2 separate regions of the Hordeum vulgare genome follow, and region 2 is linked to region 1. The links are chromatin contacts, called in public Hi-C maps. All regions are on one chromosome and are shown on one strand. The core of a region is the stretch at or near the end of the contact, and the rest is flanking DNA. Distances in the headings are between cores, read along the strand shown.

Evidence for each region. A called contact is a pair of places that touch in the nucleus more often than the background predicts.
Region 2: a contact with region 1 is called in a Hi-C map of leaf, with 5 times the contacts expected there. The contact joins two enhancer-like sites. A contact is called at or near these places in 3 of 6 Hi-C or Micro-C datasets (leaf and seedling).

Annotation. Positions count from the first base shown.
Region 1 is chr7H:90,739,804-90,742,681 of MorexV3_pseudomolecules_assembly, forward strand. No RefSeq gene overlaps it. Among protein-coding and RNA genes, the nearest start is that of LOC123409643, 13 kb to the left of the region's middle. Within about 2 kb of position 1,323, at least 3 of the 3 cell types and tissues checked have open chromatin away from gene starts, as enhancers often do. A contact at or near this core is called in leaf and seedling, where this site is marked.
Region 2 is chr7H:91,006,779-91,009,656 of MorexV3_pseudomolecules_assembly, forward strand. No RefSeq gene overlaps it. Among protein-coding and RNA genes, the nearest start is that of TRNAS-AGA, 38 kb to the right of the region's middle. Within about 2 kb of position 1,288, at least 3 of the 3 cell types and tissues checked have open chromatin away from gene starts, as enhancers often do. A contact at or near this core is called in leaf and seedling, where this site is marked.

The DNA of each region.
Region 1 (2,878 bases), core at 73-2,572:
CTTTCGGACTTGTTCCAACAATTCACCATAGCTAGGACACAAATCGAACACCATGTCAAGGTCATCCGGGTCTGGATCAATATTGCCTTTTAAAAAGGCATCCTTGTCCATGTGATGAACATAAACACATGTTCTTCCCATCCCTAAACAACAAAACATAGAACCTTTTTATAAGCAATCATACAATTACAATAACCCTAGCCTAACTTCCAAACAACCATAACCCTAACCCCATCATAATCCTAACACAACCAAACATCCCTAACCCTAGCCTAACCATAGCCTAACCCTAGCCTAACCCTAAAACAACCATAATGCAAACATCCAAACAACCCTAATCCTAACCCCATCATACCCCTTATCCTAACATACAAACAAAACCAACAATATCATATACATCCCACATTTCATGAAAAACTAGGGTTTCCTCAAATTTGCAAAAAAAGAACACAAAAGATTTTTCTTTGGATGAGAATGAGGGGAGAGGTGGGGATTACCTTAGGGGAGTGATTGGACAACAAATGCGCGGTCCAAACCTTCAGATTTGATGATTTAGAGAAGGATTTGAGGGAGGGGTCGGCCAGTGGCTGGGAGAGGGGGATGGGGGAGGGGAATGAGGAGGGGGTGGGGAGGGGGTGGGGAGGGGGCTGGCCCGTGGGCAGTTAAGTCAATGTGTGGCGCCTAAGCGTTCGACGCCACACATTGTAATGTGTGACGCCTGAGGCTTAGGCGTCACACGGCCTGGGGGATGGGCCCTCTCTGCCAGGTGGTCGGGGGGTGTGGCGTCGAACGGCTGGGCGTCACACGGTGTAGTGTGGCGTCTAGGGGTCGGCGCCACACAAAAGGGTCAACCGAGTGACATATTTTCCCTGAGGGGTCATTCCGTGAGTTCTTTCTTTTCAGGGGTCATTTTTGTCAATTTTGCCGACGCATGCAGATATGGTCAGGGCACGGATAACGGAAGCCATAAACGATGCACGCAGGGGGGCTGCGCTGGTACGGCGAAGATTAACAGCGCGTACGTACGTGCTCTCGGCTGCTAATGCCGCTGGCAGACCTCAGACGTACTCTTACTGCCCATCGTATCCACTGCAGGTCTGCGTGCAGCCATGATCGTCATCGCCGCGTACCGCGAAACGGGCAAGAACCATGCATGCGATTGCAAACTTAGGTCAGACGTACGTAGGCGCGAAGGATACATGCGTTGGCGCGACGGAGTCGGAGGAAGATTGTGGCCGCACGCGCGGTGGTGATCGGGACGGCAGGGGACGACCGCATCCTGGGTGGGGATGCATGGCTGGTGCACTCCCGGGCCGGCTGCATGGACACCTGGGATGGTGCGGGGCTCGGGGATATGGCTGATGACTCACGACGCGCCGTGACCGGGTCCCTTCCGCCACCTCACGGACAATGGAGAGTCACGTCTCTTTCCTCGACCGTGATGCACACAGAAAGGAGTTGAGCGCCATCTTGGACCTTGCTAACAATTGGAAGTAGCACATGTTCCACAATCCACACAGGCACAGACCATAGATTTTGTATGGTCCTTTAATCGTAACAATACTCGCGCATCTCTCTCTCTCTCTCTCTAAAAAAAAAGAATAATCCTCGCGCAGAAGCCGTCCGTCCGAATGAGCACGCGGCACACTAATCTGGATAATGAATAGGACTGACATGACAGGACTACATATATTTTGTCGATGGCAAATAGCAACAGTAGAAACGTGAAGGAATCAGTATCTATAACGTGACATGCATATGTCTTGCCACACAAGAGCATCTACATCCCGTCTCCTAAAATCATTCCTCAAATGTCTATAGACCCGATCGATCAATGACTGGACAGAAAAAAAATCCAACCAGACCCATATAAGGTCCTTATACGTTTGGATTTTTTGCAAACTCTCATATTAATAACAAATATAGAAAAGATATAAAGTCTCAAAGACGCGTCCGGTCAGTACGTCACATAGGACATGACCCACCCCGAACCATCATCTCTCTTTCTTTTTTTATTATTTTCTCTCTCTCATTCTCTTCATCAACCACGTAGAGATGACATATAAATGACAGGACATATGAGTAGGAAAATAAGGTGTGTAGTTGTTTGAACGGACTAATAAACTTTAAAACAGACACGCCCGATCACTGACCAACGCGTTGTCATACGTTTATTGGGTCATATTTGCTAAATCCATCTGTAAATGCTCTAACCACACCACAGTAGAATCAGATGAACACTTATCCAAGAAGACCGGGTGATTGGAGTCCCACACATCAGACATGTACATGCGTCTATATTCTTATCAACAAAAGTATAAGATCCAACTCTTTCTTGATCAATTACTGAAATTAACCAAGGCGCCCAAGCCAAATGAGAAGCTCCCGATATTAATTTCATATGAAGCATTCATTATTAGTTCAATATATGTCAATCGCCACTGAAGAACTCTACATTAGGAGTCTGCTTTCCCTTGATCTGTTACTCTTATAAAGATCTAAGTTGGTGGGAGACAATTCACCTCTTAACCTACTAGGAATTACCATAGTTGTCATCATTTATGTGGAGGGGCATATGGTTGATTCGATTAATGTATATTTCGAATAGCATGAAGTCAGCTACGTTCAGTTACTGAGTTGATATAGTACTCCTGAGTTAAGAGATTTTTTGGGCCAAAGAAAAAGTAACTGATCAGTTCATATAGTACTATGGTGGCAGAAGGGTTTAAACGATTGATAATATATAACAAAATGTAACTTAATGTACCATCCTACGAACATTTAGCTTTTAGCTAAAAACCGTCACTCAATCTGGAGTGAATTGCAAAAAACCATCACATTTGCAGTAGTTGAGTAGAATTGGCACCACATTACTTGT
Region 2 (2,878 bases), core at 38-2,537, 270 kb after region 1:
TGGTGACGCGAAACAAATTACTAAAACATGGACGATTTCTTAATAATATGAGCATAAGTTTGCCACATCTGTAATTTGTTGACAAAATACCATGTCAAAGCAAGTATTCAGATTTAGTATTCTACAGCAAAATAAGATTTACTACTCAAGGTTTTCATGATGAAATACCTTCAACAGTAGCATCATGTCCTTTTCTTTTTGTAGTACAATTACTGAACTCGTAGCTTGATCCATAGTCACCTAACTCTTTGCAAGAAAATTTTGATCAGCTAAAAGAACACATCGAAGAAAGCATATCGGTTTATGTCCATGCATCTAATAGAATTCAAAATTGTCAATGGGCACAAAACATGTTCTTTATTGGGAAATAATTTGTATTCTCATATGGTGCTTTTCTTGTTCTTAATTAGTACACGGAAAGAAAGTTTTTCGTTTGAAACAATTACATGGCAACGAAGTAGTCAAAAGAAAGAGCAACGACTGATTTTAACAAACCTAGATCGATTTCAGGTTTGGATCCAACGAGCAGAACTTGGAGAACACAGGCCTGTCGGGGTGTGCATTTTGATCCATCAACTGTCGTTTAGGCCAGCTGGGGTCTATTGGAGAAGAATTGGAAGACCAAATTACAGATTTGGGGTATTAGAGAAGAAAGAATCGAGGACTTGCTTTCTGTACGAGAAACCTTGCTGCTGGCGGCTATATATGGTATACGCCAATGCCCCAGATCGCTAATCTAGACATTCTTTTTTCTTAGTGAATTAAGATTGTTGGCCTGTGTGGAACTACTTTGGTCAGGCCCAGTAGGCTGTAGGCAGCGTACAGAGAACACAACTTCTGGGGGCCTAAGCCGACACATCTTAAATAAGCACCGGTCCTCGCTCAAAAAGGCACTCCCGGTGTAGGGCCGTAGGATGGGTACGTACGTACGCAGGGGATCGATCCAAGGGTAATTCTGAAAGGAAACATTTCGTGAGAAGAAGGAAAATAGTTAAGCCGCATCGAGCGAGACGGCAAGAGTGAAACGGGGCAGCAGCTAGGCTAGTAATTAACTTGACCCAACCGTGTAGTAGTAAAAAAGCAATGGAGAGGCGCCAAATTAGAGCACGCATGCCCGTGACAAGCTGAAGAATGATGAGTCGCCGGTCTTTGTCGCGATCACGGGACGTCGCGGTCGGTCGGATCGGATCGGAGGACGTCCGTTTCATCGATCGACCGCCGGCCAGCGTACGACAGGGACGTCCATTTTTGACGGGAGGTTCCCGGGTCAGACGACCGGCCGGATCATGCATGTGGTGTGGCATCTCGCTGGTTCCGCGACCCAATCCGTTCCCGTAGCTCTTCTGCCGGGGTTGGACACGGGGCAACGGATGCACAACAAGCTTGCTAGCTGCTGAGGCCATGACCGAGGAAAAACCCTATTCGTTACATTTTGCGGCAAATTGAGGAGACTCCGCACATCCCACAAGAACATTTGGGCCGATCCGGTTTCGGTTATCACCGGTTTTGGAAACTAGACCGTTTTTTTGTTTTTTACCTTCTTTTCTTGTTTTTCTGTTTCTGTTTATGTTTCTTCTTATTTTCCAAGATTATTTTGTTTTTATAACTATGCTTATGTTTGAAAATCGTTCTTAAAATTTAAAAACATTCTTATTTATAAAAATGTTTTATATTTTAAATGATCACCATTTTTCAAAAATATTCATAACTTCAAAAAATGCATGGAATTTTAGAATTTTTTTGATATTTTCATGAAATATTAGGGATTCCTAAAAAATGTTCTTGTCTTACAAAAAGAGTTAATCTCACAAAATTTCCACAAACTTTTCGCTTTCATTTTTGTATTTATTTTTTATTTCCTTTTCCTATTCCTTTTGTTTGACATTTTCAAATTTTTGTTTTTAATTTTAGAAAAAATTCTTGTGTTCACAATTTTTTCCGCAATTATATTTAAATTTTTGTGCTTCGAAACATAATGGCTTGCAAAAAAATGTTCTTGCTTTCAAAATTTTCATGTTTGCAATAAAATTCATATTTCAAAATGTGTTCTCGTATTTAAAAAGCTACACAATTTTATAAATAAAATTCTTCCAAAACATGCATGTGGTTGGACTAAACCTGAGAACGGTTTCATACTTGAACCAAACTTAACCATATCCATACATTTATCTCCCAAAACCATACTTAAACCATACCCATTTGATATCATTTTCAGTCCAACCAAAACTAAACCCATTATTTTTTTCATCCAAACCAACTTAAACCCAATACATAACCGTGGGTTTAAAACCAATACATAACTATGGGTTTGTTTTAATGTATATATAATTGCACAAATTGACAAGTTAATAAGCAAATGAGATAAAAAAAGACGTAAGTGCATCTACAACAGTTTGAGAACAAAGTTATCCTTGAGATAAAGTCAACACATATCAAAAGGCAAAAAAATGCCCACGCGTGAATAGCTTACTAACAAGTGTATTAAAACAAAATTACTTAACCAAAGCACAAGCAAACACTTCTGATTTCATGTGCTATTTCTCCATAATACATAATTACATAGTGCATTAAAACATGCATGCAGATCAAAGATATTCGTTCTCGGTCATCTTTGGTTATTGCACATAACCAATGCTTATAAACCGGTTTGGACCCATAGTTTATAACCTTTTATAACCAAACTGTTTAAACCCATAACCAACTATGTCCAAACTAGTTTCTCCACATACACAAACCAAAATCAATCTAAAAAATCTCAGCCCAGTAAAACCTAAACCAATCAAACCCAAAGTAATAACTGAACCGTTACACCCGATTTTCTAATAACCATTCCCAGGTTTAGGTTGGACACGGAGCACCAGATACACAAGAACCCTGC